Linked DNA regions of Xenopus laevis: region 2 is linked to region 1. Evidence: chromatin contacts called from public Hi-C data. All regions are on one chromosome and are shown on one strand. The core of a region is the stretch at or near the end of the contact, and the rest is flanking DNA. Distances in the headings are between cores, read along the strand shown. Region 1 has its middle 16 kb from the start of chfr.L. Region 2 overlaps LOC108716118 (autism susceptibility gene 2 protein).

Evidence for each region. Hi-C and Micro-C count contacts between places; a contact is called where the count stands out from the background.
Region 2: a contact with region 1 is called in a Hi-C map of the XTC cell line, with 3 times the contacts expected there. The contact joins two enhancer-like sites. A contact is called at or near these places in 2 of 4 Hi-C or Micro-C datasets (the XL177 cell line and the XTC cell line).

What each region holds. Positions count from the first base shown.
Region 1 is chr1L:168,964,362-168,971,441 of Xenopus_laevis_v10.1, reverse strand. No RefSeq gene overlaps it. Among protein-coding and RNA genes, the nearest start is that of chfr.L, 16 kb to the right of the region's middle. Within about 2 kb of position 1,686, at least 1 of the 7 cell types and tissues checked has an H3K27ac peak or open chromatin away from gene starts, as enhancers often do.
Region 2 is chr1L:169,139,460-169,145,932 of Xenopus_laevis_v10.1, reverse strand. The region is part of intron 3 of LOC108716118 (autism susceptibility gene 2 protein); the gene reads left to right. Among protein-coding and RNA genes, the nearest start is that of LOC108716118, 140 kb to the left of the region's middle. Within about 2 kb of position 4,327, at least 1 of the 7 cell types and tissues checked has an H3K27ac peak or open chromatin away from gene starts, as enhancers often do.

The DNA.
Region 1 (7,080 bases), core at 437-2,936:
AAAATGGACGTGGTGTTCAGGGGGTTTGGCCATAAAATCTTTGTCCCTCTTTCCGTTTTTGGAATTTTGGGAGGTATGAAATGGCTCATAGTACTTCATGCCCATTATACAGGACATGAGAGTTGTGTTCATTATACTTGCACTGCAATGAAATCCTTCTTTTCAATGCCTACAACTCAGTCCCTTCACTGTTATACTAACACTATACTACTATGGAGTCCATACATTTTCAGGGACAAAGGTCTCTTGAGAGCTAAATAGTTGCTGTTTCTGGAACTTAAAGGGACATTATACACCCTTTTTAATATGTGTTAATGAATGTGCCTTGTTATACACATACTTTTTGCCTATTGTTTAAATCACAATAAATGTATTTTGTTATTTATTAAGATAAACAGGGCAAAAATGGAAACTGAGTGAGGTACAACATACAGTAGATTATTCATGATTAAACCAATAAGCAAAAGGTATGTTCAGCACAAGCCCTATTAATTCAACTCGTGTTGACCAAGGGGGTATCCTGACACTTTAACTAGTTCTGCCAAGGTCACATATCCAACTGAGATACTGTACACGACATTTAGTTGCCATTAGCAGCTACACCTAAATGTTACCAGCTGTGTGTAAAGGCCCTACAGTACAAAGATTTTCTCTCTCACAACTTTGGTGACACCCCTAGACATCCTCACAGACTATCCAGCTAAACACAAACGTTACACCTGACTTAAATGAATGACAAATCTCAAATAAGAAGGGATGCACCAAATTCAGGTTACAATGGGGAGTGGATACTATTATTGAGGGAGACTTTACGGTGGGGAATGGATACTATTATCGCAGGTCCCGGCCCACACATCACATATAGATATATATATATAGATATACTGTGTATATGTATATATATATAGATATATATATTTATATATACAAAAAAGCAAAAGATTGCACACACTCCGGATATGATGATGATACATTTGGTTTACATCAACGTTTCGGTTGTGCAAGATATGTCTCCAAATGAATACAATATCAATAAAGTACATACATTTAAAATCTGCATCTTGAGAAAGGTTGCAGACCACAACCGAAACGTTGATGTAAACCAAATGTATCATTTGTACTTAAATGATTGTAGAAAAAGATATCCGGAGTGCGTGCTACCGTTTGTTTTGTGGGTGTTTCAACCACAGCACAGCACCCAGCAACAATTAACATCGAGATAGCATGTGTGCGGACAGGGGAGGTGTAGATATAGGGTGGGGGCTACAACATGGAGCTTTCCCTTGTTTGTTATAGTTATACAGGAGCAGTGACCAGCTCCATGTTGAAGCTCCCACCCTTCCCAGCTATAGTCAGGTGATCCCACTGGTGTCTAATAAAAGGGCAGCCAAGTATGGAGGTTTACTTTGAAAGCAGCTAGTAAGTTGCAGGTAAAACTTAGTCCCTTTGTAAAATGTATAATGAAGCAATAGAATTCTTAATGAATCAGATAAAATTGAGCATAGGACTGGCCAGATATGGGATGACTTTGACGTAGTTGGTCAGCTTAAATATATTGCAATATATGGACAAACAATCCCTGTTTTGTTTAAAGAGAGAGCCATTTTTTAGTAGCAGTACACACCCACCCCCTCTGCCCCACAGTACTCACTATGTTTGCCTGATGTCGCCGGTGTTGTCACAACCCCGCCCCTGCTATCATTGAGCAGCCCCCCACACTCCCACCCTGGCCGCTATTAGAAGACAGCATAGGTGGTAACCCTATCTGAGGTGGGACCTGGGGAAAATGCCCTTTCTGCCCTGCTCTTTTACACATATTGACGTTTTCCAATAACTCTGGTAAATATGTACTACATCAGTTGCTTTTGGGTTCTTATCTTAGCAGAAGTGAAGAAACTGGTACTTAAGACTTGGTCAATATCTTATCTAAAAATGTGAATGTCAAAGTTTAAGAGCTTTGAGCCCTTATTGCAAAGATAAAGCAGTCACCAAGTGACAGGCACTAATAATACCAATGGTTTGTCAACAGGAGTGTGACCCCCGTCATTAAAAGGCGCGGTGGCACTTTGTAGCGTAAGCGTAATCTACTGAGAAAAAGTGTTTATCTGTTTTATATGCTCTCTATCTGCTCCCCACATATCTACTCAGTAGACTTTGATATTAGAACTGCAAACTACAACATAACAGGCTATAAAAGAGCATTGTAGATAGTATGGCTTATCTTTTTAAACTTATCTACTGAAAGAAAGGATTCTGTCCCTCACTGATAGCAAAACTGGATTTGTACGTAAGGATAAAGCCTGAGAAAGCAAATGGATTGGCAAATACAAAATAACAAAGCACCTGTCAATAATGGCAACAATTCTGAATGTGTGGGTATTACATAGGTTTGTACTAGGAATCTTGATTACAAGAGTATCTATAGAATGCTAGCATTACTCATAGACTTTGAAAGAGGAATTTGAGTTTTCCAATATGGCAAATCAAATGTGGTTATCAAATGTTATACCATGTTTACCATCAACGTATCTACACAGGGGAGACATTGAATGAGGAAAAAACACTGATCTTTAGTGATGAGCCAAGTTTTACCGCAATAATTACGCCCATTGATTCCAATAAGTGAAAAAAATTGTTGCGTGCCAAGAAAATGTTTGTCACCCATAGACCAATGCATTTCAGTGAATTTTCAGCAAAAGTGAAATGGGGCAGATACACCCGTCACAACATGTGCCCAGGCAGGCACAGCATTAGTGTTAGTGCACAGATGGGGTTTCATGCCACAATTCGCCCCATCCAGGTAGATGCTGTGCCTGTTAGTGCACACCAATGTTGGGGGGCAGAAGAAAACAGATGAGTGTTTTCACTCCCAGCACAGATAATTATCTGTTTCTTGGCCCTTAGTATTGGCTGACTGGATAATTATTGATTGCCCCAGTAGATTATTTTCAATGCAAGTTCAACTGGAGGGGTTGAACTTGATGGACTTTGTCTTTTTTCAACCCAATTTAACTATGTAACTATCACAATCAGCACCCTAAATCCAGAACAATATCTAGGCTCCCTGGTCTCAGATCTGTTTCCGCCTGTAGCAGCTGCATTTCACTTTGTGAAGAGCCCTCGGGTAATCGGAGTTCTGGACGAGCAAAGGGGCATGATTGTTTACCAAGGATTTAGGACAGAAGGCAACACAACTCAGAAGGATCAACTGGAACAGACAGGCCCGGGTCGGTACAGGTAGAGTTCTCAGGATAGTCAGACAGGCAAGGATGAGGATTGGAGAGTTCAGAATAGTCAGGCAAGGGTCAAAACCAGGATACACAATAAGATTCACGCAGAATAATCACCCAGGAACTAAACACATTAGACCTAACAACAGGCAACTCATTCAAATCAAAAGTCCCTTTAAATTTCGCACCAAAGCGCAATGACGTCATCACGCCGGTGCGTAAAACCCAGAAGTGTGCCATAGAGGAAACCGACACCAAAGGAAGAGGAACCAGCGGCGGGTGTCCCCGACGGCCACTAGACCACCGGGGTAACTGTAACTTTTTTTTTCCATCATAGTTTTGTGGAAATGTTAAAGGGATCCTGTCATCGGAAAACATGTCAGTTAACATGCATCAGTTAATAGTGCTGCTCCAGCAGAATTCTGCACTGAAATTCATTTCTCAAAAGAGCAAACAGATTTTTTTATATTCAGTTTTGAAATCTGAATTTCCCAGCTGCCCCTGGTCATGTGACTTGTGCCTGCACTTTAGGGGAGAAATGCTTTCTGGCAGGCTGCTGTTTTTTCTTCTCAATGTAACTGAATGTGTCTCAGTGGGACATGGGTTTTTACTATTGAGTGTTGTTCTTAGATCTACCAGGCAGCTGCTATCTTGTGTTAGGGAGCTGTTATCTGGTTACCTTCTGGAGCAGCACTATTAACTGATTCATTTTGAAAAAAATGTTTTTTCCCATGACAGTATCCCTTTAAGACCACTTTCACTGAAGGAGATTTGTTTATGTACACCTATGGGGTATTTTGGAAGCAGAGAGAGAGAGAATAGTAATTCTAAGTAATCATGTGTTTTATTTTTGTGACTCTCCTGGAGAGGATGGGGCTGATTTATTAAGGGTGTAATATGTACTCAATGACATTCTGTAACATTCTGGCACAGTTCCCCAGGATATTATGTACGGAGACTAATGTACCCCTTATTGTAAAATAGGCTTTGCGCTTTTATACAGGTCATGAAACTCTGAGTTCACTTCTAATATCCTCATAATTTATATAGGCAATAATGTCTCTGAGTTTTCTGAACTGTAAAAACACTAGGCCTTTGGCCTTATGCCTTTATTTGGTCATGGAACTCTGCAACCTTTAATATCCTACTATTTTACAAAAGGGGGTACGTTGACACGTTTAATGGGGTCATCTGACACAAATTTCATCACAAAGCACCATTTATCCTTACATATTACAACAGGGGGTGCAATATTCAATATATATGGATAGGTCTTGAGTATTAAATATATATTATGCTGACCACAACAATATAGGTCTGACACTTGTCAGTAATAGTAACACTGATAAACACATAAACAGTAGACAAGATTAAAAAAGATTATTATTGATAAAATATTTTCACTTTCTGCTTTACTACAACGAATATGATGCAAAGTTCCCTGACATCAATGGGTTAAAAGGCAGATGCACAAATAGGAAAATTGTATATTTATTTGCAATCTTTAAATTGCACATTTCAGCAGGTTCAAAAAACATGTTTATACAATGGCCATTATCACTATCTGCTCATATTTTATTCTGAGCTATCTTTTGGACTAAGCCATAGTGCTTGAGAGATTACATAGTCAATAAAAAGCATGATAAATGGAAGATAAGGAACATAATTTGATTACGAATTTTAGATTCCTTCCACGTTGTAGAAATGACTGCTCTCCAGGAAGAAGATATATAAAATAAAATGAGGGAAAACAGGCATAAGCAGAATAGCAATGTCCCTTGTTTTATTACTGCACTAAGGAAAAGATAATCAGCGGCAGAATAATGAATTTATTTTTGCCTCTGCCACCAGCAAACTGACTGAACCGGCACAAATATTGCCAACATATTAAGAATTTAGGCCCAAGTACAGAGTTCAACGTGGGGGAACTTCTTTCTTAGAGGAACAGTAATGATTCATTTTCACCTGATATAAGGTCTAATGCTTATAAAATAAAATTTATTTCTGTTTTTATTGAGGCATGTTGTTATCAGCTCTGCTTAGTTCAGCCGCATTTTAATCTGCTGTCTAATCCAAGGCCAGTGTGGTCTTTTGTGTTCAATGGGGTCTATGGCCTGTGACCCATGGGATGTTTTGACCCTGACAGAAAACAGTGGCATTTTTAATGTCCCTACCAGGTTCCTATATGGGAAATGATTTGCCCTGGCAGAACTGGTTATGTAAAATACATTTCAATTCAATACAATTCAAGACCATAAAATCTATGGGTATTTTTAAATAATGGCTTTCTAGCAATGGTGCCAGTTGTACAAAAGTGGAGACTAAGGGGCAAGTGAAGCAAGAGGAAATAATTCAGCTTTACTTTTTAATGCCATGGAGAAAATGTATGCATGTACAGTATAACTTTATAACATTAATATTATAACAGTATATATTAACAATATTTCATTTTCAGGTATCTATCAGCTTTGGTTCTGTTAATCAGGACAGGCGAAAACACATTGTGTGCCACTAACCTGAAACCTGCTTAAACGTTATGAATGCTGAAAGTAATTGTTTGTAATCTCAACAACTCCAATTGCAAGAAAACATACCCTGAAGCAGTAGTGTTGTGACAATGGGGCTACGGTGGCCATTTGCCAAATGAGCAGATATCGGTCTGAATTGGCCAAACATGCTCTATGCCAAATTGGGCTGATCCAAACATATGCCGTAGAGCCAAAGTGCAGATCATATTGCAAACCTATGGGGACCCATTGGATGATAAATGCATACATGAGCAGATGTGGGTATCAAGGGATTTCCAAGTATCTGGCTGGTTTCTAGAAAGGCCCTCCTGAGACCTCCAGACGTGGGCCAATAAGTTGCCAACCAAGTTTCCTGGGTTTGTATTCTCTTAATTAGGGCCTTATTAGTCTGTAATTTGCCTAGGAATCCTGCAACAGCCCTTAGAGGGACTGGTGCCATTCTGTCTTTAAATATAGAAGCTCCATCTGCTATTTAAGTATTTCCGTCTATACATTGTGTTTGGCTTCACACATATAGACCAGGTGGTGATTGATAGGGCTGTATTTACCATAAAGGTACCTGTGGGCCTTTGTCTATGGCGGCAGCTTTAGGCGTCAACTCTCGGGTGCCAGTATCATTAAAAAAATGGGGGGGGGGAAAAAATACCTCCAGCCCACCACCAGATACTTATGGCTAAATCCAGTGGAGAGAGTGGTACATGTTTCTGCTCTAATCATGTGCAGGACAGAAGGACCATCTGTTCATGCACCAATCGCCGAAAAAAGGGGGTCCTGTTTACATTGAATGGGAGAGATTTCTGCTAGAATTCACCCCAATATTCCATTAGCATAAACCAACCAAAAACTGTGACACCCCTCAAGAATTGTAATCATTTACCTGATACCTGGGGCCGGTGCTAGTGTTAGCAGAAAACTGCACTGGTCTCGAGTACTTGCAAGCGATCCTCTTACATCCCTTCTTTATTTGCGCAGGTGCTCAAAGAAACTCCACGCAATTTAAATTAGGTGATTATTTCTCTTGGTACACAAAAACATACCTTGCATGCTGATGCATGCACAATAGAGAGAAAATGCTGGATTTTTTGTTAAAATACTGCTTTTAACTGTACTACCCATGCGCTTCCACGAAAACAAATAAGGGAGGAAGAGGATGGCTCGCTGGCAAGTGCCCCAGGCGAGCGCAGTTTTCTGCTAACAGCAGTACCAGCTCAGGTATCCGGTAAGAGATTACAATCCTTGGATTCGTATTTTACATATTTTATAAAGTTTAAAAGTTCGAAACAATCTGTTTACTCAGCTAACCTTTCTTATCTCTTTCGCTC
Region 2 (6,473 bases), core at 3,078-5,577, 170 kb before region 1:
GTGAAAAAGCAAAAGTGATTGTAAACTCTTTCAGTTTACCTTTCTTATATTATCACTGGTCTGCTTAAATGTTTTTTTTTTATAATATATTTATCCTGCACCTTTCAGAATTATTTCTCTTTACATGTGTCCTATGTTTATTTTTTCCTCTTCTAAATCACTTTCATAGGTTATGTCAGGACTGCTCTTTGTTTTCAGGCACTAAAAATGTAAGAACATAAATCCAGGTTAACACCGACAGAGAAGATTACTGATCTTGTCATTAGACCTCTGAGACCGTGTATCTTGTATACTGTTAGTTTCATAAACAGGAGCTGGAAGAAGCTACATGAGAATCTGCCTCATTGTCCTTTGGCCATAAACAACTGCTTTTGAGTGTTGCTACAAGACTGCCGGCAAATAAGGTTACAGAAAAATAGCTCAACTGAACTGTGTCTTTGTTCATAAAGCCTGCACAGTGCTATTTGCCTCATTGGTGGGGCATTGCCATTGCAATTCAAGCCCCTGGAAACTCACCTAACAGTCTCAAGCACATGGTGATTCTTATGTAGTGTGATCTCTGAATGCCTTAGGTCCTGAGCTCAGGGTCAGGCAAGAAATGATGAGAGCAGTAGTCGCTTCATATCCAGAGTATTGTCATCTCATGGCAAGCTGTCCAAGCCACTCTTTATCTTTATAGCATCCCATAGACATAAATATCACTCAAAAGTTATTGTGTGCTGTTATTCCTCACCGCTCTAGGGGTTTGTGTAACTGCAGAATCATACCAAAGCCTTTTGCCAACAGTCAGTCACCCCATAAGGAACTTGATATAAGGAGCAATGATTAAAAAGGTAAAGACAAGACAACTACAAGAAGAATTGTAATTGTGATTTAATAAAATTGAACTAAAATTGTACATTGTTATAGCCATAATTTAAAAAAAGTACAGAGTTAGCACAGCTTTTGACAGATAAAGTTGAGGGGGGGAGAGGAGCAGGCAGAATAGGTGACCCCTTGCCATGAACATTAAAGGAAAAGTAACACCAGAAAATGAAATTGTTTTAATGGAATGACAATATAATGTACTGTTGCCCTGCCTATGTAAAATGGGTGGGTTTGCTTCAGAAAGACTACTATAGTTTATATAAACAAGCTGCTGTGTAGCCATGGGCAGCCATTCAAGCACAGGATACACAGTAGATAAAAGATAAGCTCTGAATAATCCCATTGTAAACAAAAGATCTTATCTGTTATCTGCCGTGTATCCTGTGCTTGAAGGGCTGTCCCATGGCTATAAACTATAGTAGTCTTTCTGAAGAAAACCCACCTGTTTTACCAGGGCAGGGCAACAGTTCATTACAACTTTTTCTCCTTTTTTAACTTTGAATGGCTGCCCCCACATCAACTTGTTTATATAAACTATTACAGTGTATCTTAGGCAAATAAACCAGTTGTACCAGTGCAGTGCAAAAGTACAATTATATTTTCATTACTTTTTATTACTGGTCCTTTAACTACTCCCAGGTACTTACAAAAGCAATCTGCAGAGATACTTACCTAGAGTCCTGCCTTTAGGGCTGTTTGGGGGGCATTGTTCCCATAGATTGACTTAAATATAAAATATCCTGATGCCATTGGTACAGGAAGTTTCCACAAAAGTCGATGTGAGGCATCATTGCAGTTTTGGGTTTTTCTCTGCTATCTATAAGGGTCTGGCCACACGAGCAGATTCAGGGAGATTAGTCGCCTCAGGGAGATTAGTCGCCTCAGCGACAAATCTCCTCCTCTTCGGGGCAACAATCTTCCCGAACCACCTTCCCCCTGCGCTCCGCCGGCTAAAATGAAAAACGCCTGGGGGAAGGCCCACGCGGCACTTCGTTTTCCGAAGTTTCCTCGTGAGGCATCTTCGGGCGACTTTGGAAAACAAAGCACCACACGTGCCTTCCCCCAGGCGATTTTCATTTGAGCCGGCAGGGGGAAGGCAGTTCAGGAGATTGTTGTCCCGAAGAATCTGTTTGTGTGGCCAGACCCTAAAGGTGGCCATAGACACACAGATCGGATCGTACGAATCGAGGATTCGTACAATTTTCGGATCGTGTGTGGCGTGTGCCGTCATCTTTCGCCCGGCGGAGATCGGTCGTTTGGTCGATCGGTCAGGTTTGATTTTGACCCGACCGGTCCCGCCGGAGCTCATGGCACATCGTAATCTGATCGTTCGGCCATACGGCCGAACAATCAGATTACCCCCGATATAGCCATGCCTGTTAATGGCATATCGGAAAAGATCCGCTCATTTGGCAACATCGCCAAACGAGCGGATCTTTGCATCTATGGCCACCTTAAAAGTCTGTAGCTTTATTTCTTCCAGACTTATAGGTTAAAAAAAACCCTTAGTAAAATGCTTACTGAGTGGTAGGATAGCAAGGAAGTTTCTCTTGGGTTGGCATGGGTTTTTAACTTTAATTGCTGAAACTACCTTGTCAGAAGGCCTTATCTGCTGCTGTTTCAGTGATTGTTTAGTTTAGATAAGCCGTGGAGTTTGATAAGCACTTGATAACATTGTGCAGATAAAGGGCTTATGAAATAGTTGGCAGCACACAGGGACACAGTTCCCAGCTAGGTTGTTTAAGGTGTCTCTAATACCTATATAATCTTTTCCACATACAGTTTTGTGGTGTAATGTAAAATGTTTTTTTTTGTGCATAATTATGAAATAATTTATTTAGTCTCACATTTGGATACATTTGAATATCCAAACTTGGAGATTAATACAGTTATGCCATTCCTTTTTGTTGTTGTAAACACTAGGAATATCAGACTAACGGCCCATTCATTTGAGTTTGTGTATGGAGAGGTTTGTTCTTGTTTTACAAGAATTCCAGAGGCCCGATGAATGATTTTTTTATAGCTAAGATTTAATCAGGCAGATCACTCATTGGAGGGGTTATTTTCCATGCCAATAAATGATGGCAGAAAGATAAGTCAGTTTAGCCTTATGCAAAAATAGCATTGGGGTAGGGCAGTAACGGTGGAGTGAGACCATTGGTAGATTTGCTATACAGGTATAGGATTCCTTTACCGTGAAACCCGTTACCTGGAATGCTCCAAATTATGGAAAGGCCATCTCCCATAGACTCCCATTTTATCCAGATAATCCAAATTTTTAATAAAAATAATAAAATGATTAATGTAAGAATAAAACGGTACATTGTATTTGATCCCAACTAAGATATAATTAATCCTAATTGGAAGCAAAACCAGCCTATTGGGCTTATTTAATGTTTACATGATTTTCTAGTAGACTTAAGCTCCCCATAGACGCAACGATTCTTCTTGCCGAATGACCGATTTTAGGGAAGTCCGACCAATCCTTCGAAATTATCGTGCGGTTAGTGGGATTCGAACGATCGTACATCTTACAATTTTTCGGCCGACATCTATCTGAAAATTGATCAGCCAGGTCAAAAAAACTTTGTCGGTCCCAATGCAATCTATATATGTTTGCAGGGCCAAGCAGGCAGCTCCCCTTTGTTTTTCTGGCAAATTGGTCTTTTTAGTTAATGATCAATTCGTACGATCGTTCCGAGAAAATCGTGGTCTCACGATGAGGATGGGATCTTTTAAAAATCTCAACATCTATGGCCAGCTTTAGGGCATGAAGATCCAAATTACATTATCCGGAAACCGCCAGGTCCCGAGCATCCAGAGCAGGTTTTTTTTTTCATATATAGGTTGTATGTTCTGTCTCTGCATGGGTTTTATGTGGGTGCTCCAGTTTCCTCTCATAATTCAAAAACCTATTGTCAGTTTAATAAGCTTAATGATGGTATTGACCCTTTTGTGTGAATGTTTGTAGGCCTGGAGTAAGCTTTGCAGTGGTACGGCTTATGTGAATGGTTAAATATTTCTCTCTGTTTATCTACGCACACTATCTCAGTGCTATACGATAATGAAAACAATTATAATACTGTATGCAATCATCGTACATCTATTATCTGGCGTGGCAACTGGATTCAACCGCAATGCATCCGGCTAGCTGAAGCCTTTCCCTGGTGCACTGTGCTGAAAGTGGAAGGGTTAAGAGTTAGAGCTCCTGCAGAAGAGCCTGTGACTCGCAGCTGGTAAGTTCTAATCAGCAGCAGATGTGCAGTAAGATCTGTCCTATCTCTGGCAACATTTACACAGAGATAAATAAGCCTTAATCATCTATAAATAACAGAGTGTCATGTCTAAGGATCACTAACCTTCTGTGCATCTCCCCCGGGACCCAGGGCAAGGCTTAATTACTGCAGCCTACTGCAAGGGACTAAGTAATCAGAGGCCGGGTATTGCATGCTGGGATAGGAGGGAGTCTCACAGCCAAGCTGAGTGCTTTATGCACACACAGGTTTCTTGCCTTTTAACCCCTCTGTGAATATATTTATATATATATATATATATATATATATATATATATATATATATATATATATATATATATATATATAGAAAACATTGTAAACATTCTTATTTAGTATGCATAGACATGTTAAAATATAAATATTGTTCCTCTTCCCTCGTCACATGCTCCTATGTCTCATGCTAGTATCAATAAGGGTAATAGGGTAATGCATTTGATAAGAAATATAACAAAAGTGGTGTAAAGGTGATACCTTTGTTAAGGTGATTATACCAGCAAATCCAGTATATTTTTTCAAAGCAACTATGGTGGATGTGAATGCAGATGAATTGGCAGACAAGATGGAATATCCAAAAACCACCAGCACACCCTGGCCTCTCAAAGGATATTGTTCCGGTGCCCAGCAAAAAAGGGTCGGCACCCTCAAATAGACTTGGATAAAGAAGAAAATTACCGACACTCAGGACTCAATGCAAGCGGCCAGAAAATTACCGGCACTCAGGACTCGATGACTCAGCCCCTGTTAATAAAGTCTGTCCTGAGGGTTTTGAGTTGCTAATTTCCTTCTGTATCTAAACAGATGCAGCCGAAATGTTAGAGTAACATTTCGGGGGCACGCCCCTTCGTCAGACCAGACCAAACCAAACCAAACGGTCTGTCGAAGGGGAGTACCCCCGAAATGGTACTCTGTAATAAACACGCAGGGCCTGGCCCACTTGCATCGAGTCTTTATCCAAGACAAGATGGAATATACATACCTGTATACAAAAACTGAGGTGCATGCATAGGGCTATGCAAAAGGCACATACATGGTATAAACTCATTAGAAATAAATAGACTAGGCAGAAATTAGACCTAAGGGCAAAGGCACACTGGTCGTTCTGTTGCTCTTTTGGTCAAGTGGAAATACCTTTTTATTGAATCCCATAGTAATTGCCTAATCTCAGCCAGCTTTACATGCCCCTTCTACTTTTTTTTGTTTTTAGAAATTGGTTCCTAGTAATATTGGAGGTTTTGTGTTTATATATATATATATATATATATATATATATATATATATATATATATATATATATATATATATATATATATATATATATATATATATATATATATATATATATATATTGGGGTTTTGATATATTGTAGCATGTGATATATAGTCTCCATTATGAAAGGTTGTATCTCAGAAGAGCATGTGGGTGAAAAAGTAGTTGAGCTGTCATGAAACGCGTAAGGCTGCGGACACAATAAACTCTTTTCACGTTGAACTGATTACCTGGTGTAAGTTTGCCTTCTTTGAGTGCCTGCTCCAAAGACTTTTCGGATTGTCCGCTCCCCGTGCTGAGGGCTCAGGGCGGTGAACCTGGGCCTCTTCCCTCTTGTGGTGAGTAATCACTTTCTACCTGGAGACCCTAACTTCAGACCTATGAGTAAAAATTAACCTCTTAAAATCAATCTGTTTTAATTTTAACGTTGGAGAGAGGCAAAATAAAAAGACTTACAAATACAGTTAGTAGAAATAAAGTATAGTATAAATAATTTATGCTTATGTTAACGTTATGCTTATTGTTTTACCATATACTATTAAAAAGTAGGCAAAATAGATTTTTTTTCAAGGCCTGGTTGCACTTATGGTGCATTGGTGCCACACTGTGGGGAAAAAGAATATCAGTATGTTAAACATTGATTCTGAGCTTGCACATTGAACTTGTCACAACACTTTCCTCTTCATCTTTTGGTCCTCTATAAGTTAAAATGTTCTGCATCCAAAATGCTACGACAAAGCTGAACAGTCTTTCAATAAGTAGCAGTTTATATGCAAAGGAGTTATAAAGCAGCGGTGCTAACGTTGTTTTATATGTTTACAATAGTCATTTTCATCTGTCTTTGCTAAAGCCTCATTGTATCTTCTTATCAGCCAGAATAAGACTAAGGGAGAAAACATATGCCTAATTAGCTGTATATTAATAGTTTTTTTTTAAACTAGTTAACATGTAAATGCAAGCTGTTTCTAACTGTTCCAGAGAACATAATTTGACTATTTTTTATTGTTTTATTTTAATCTTTATTTTATTACTTTAAAAAAACA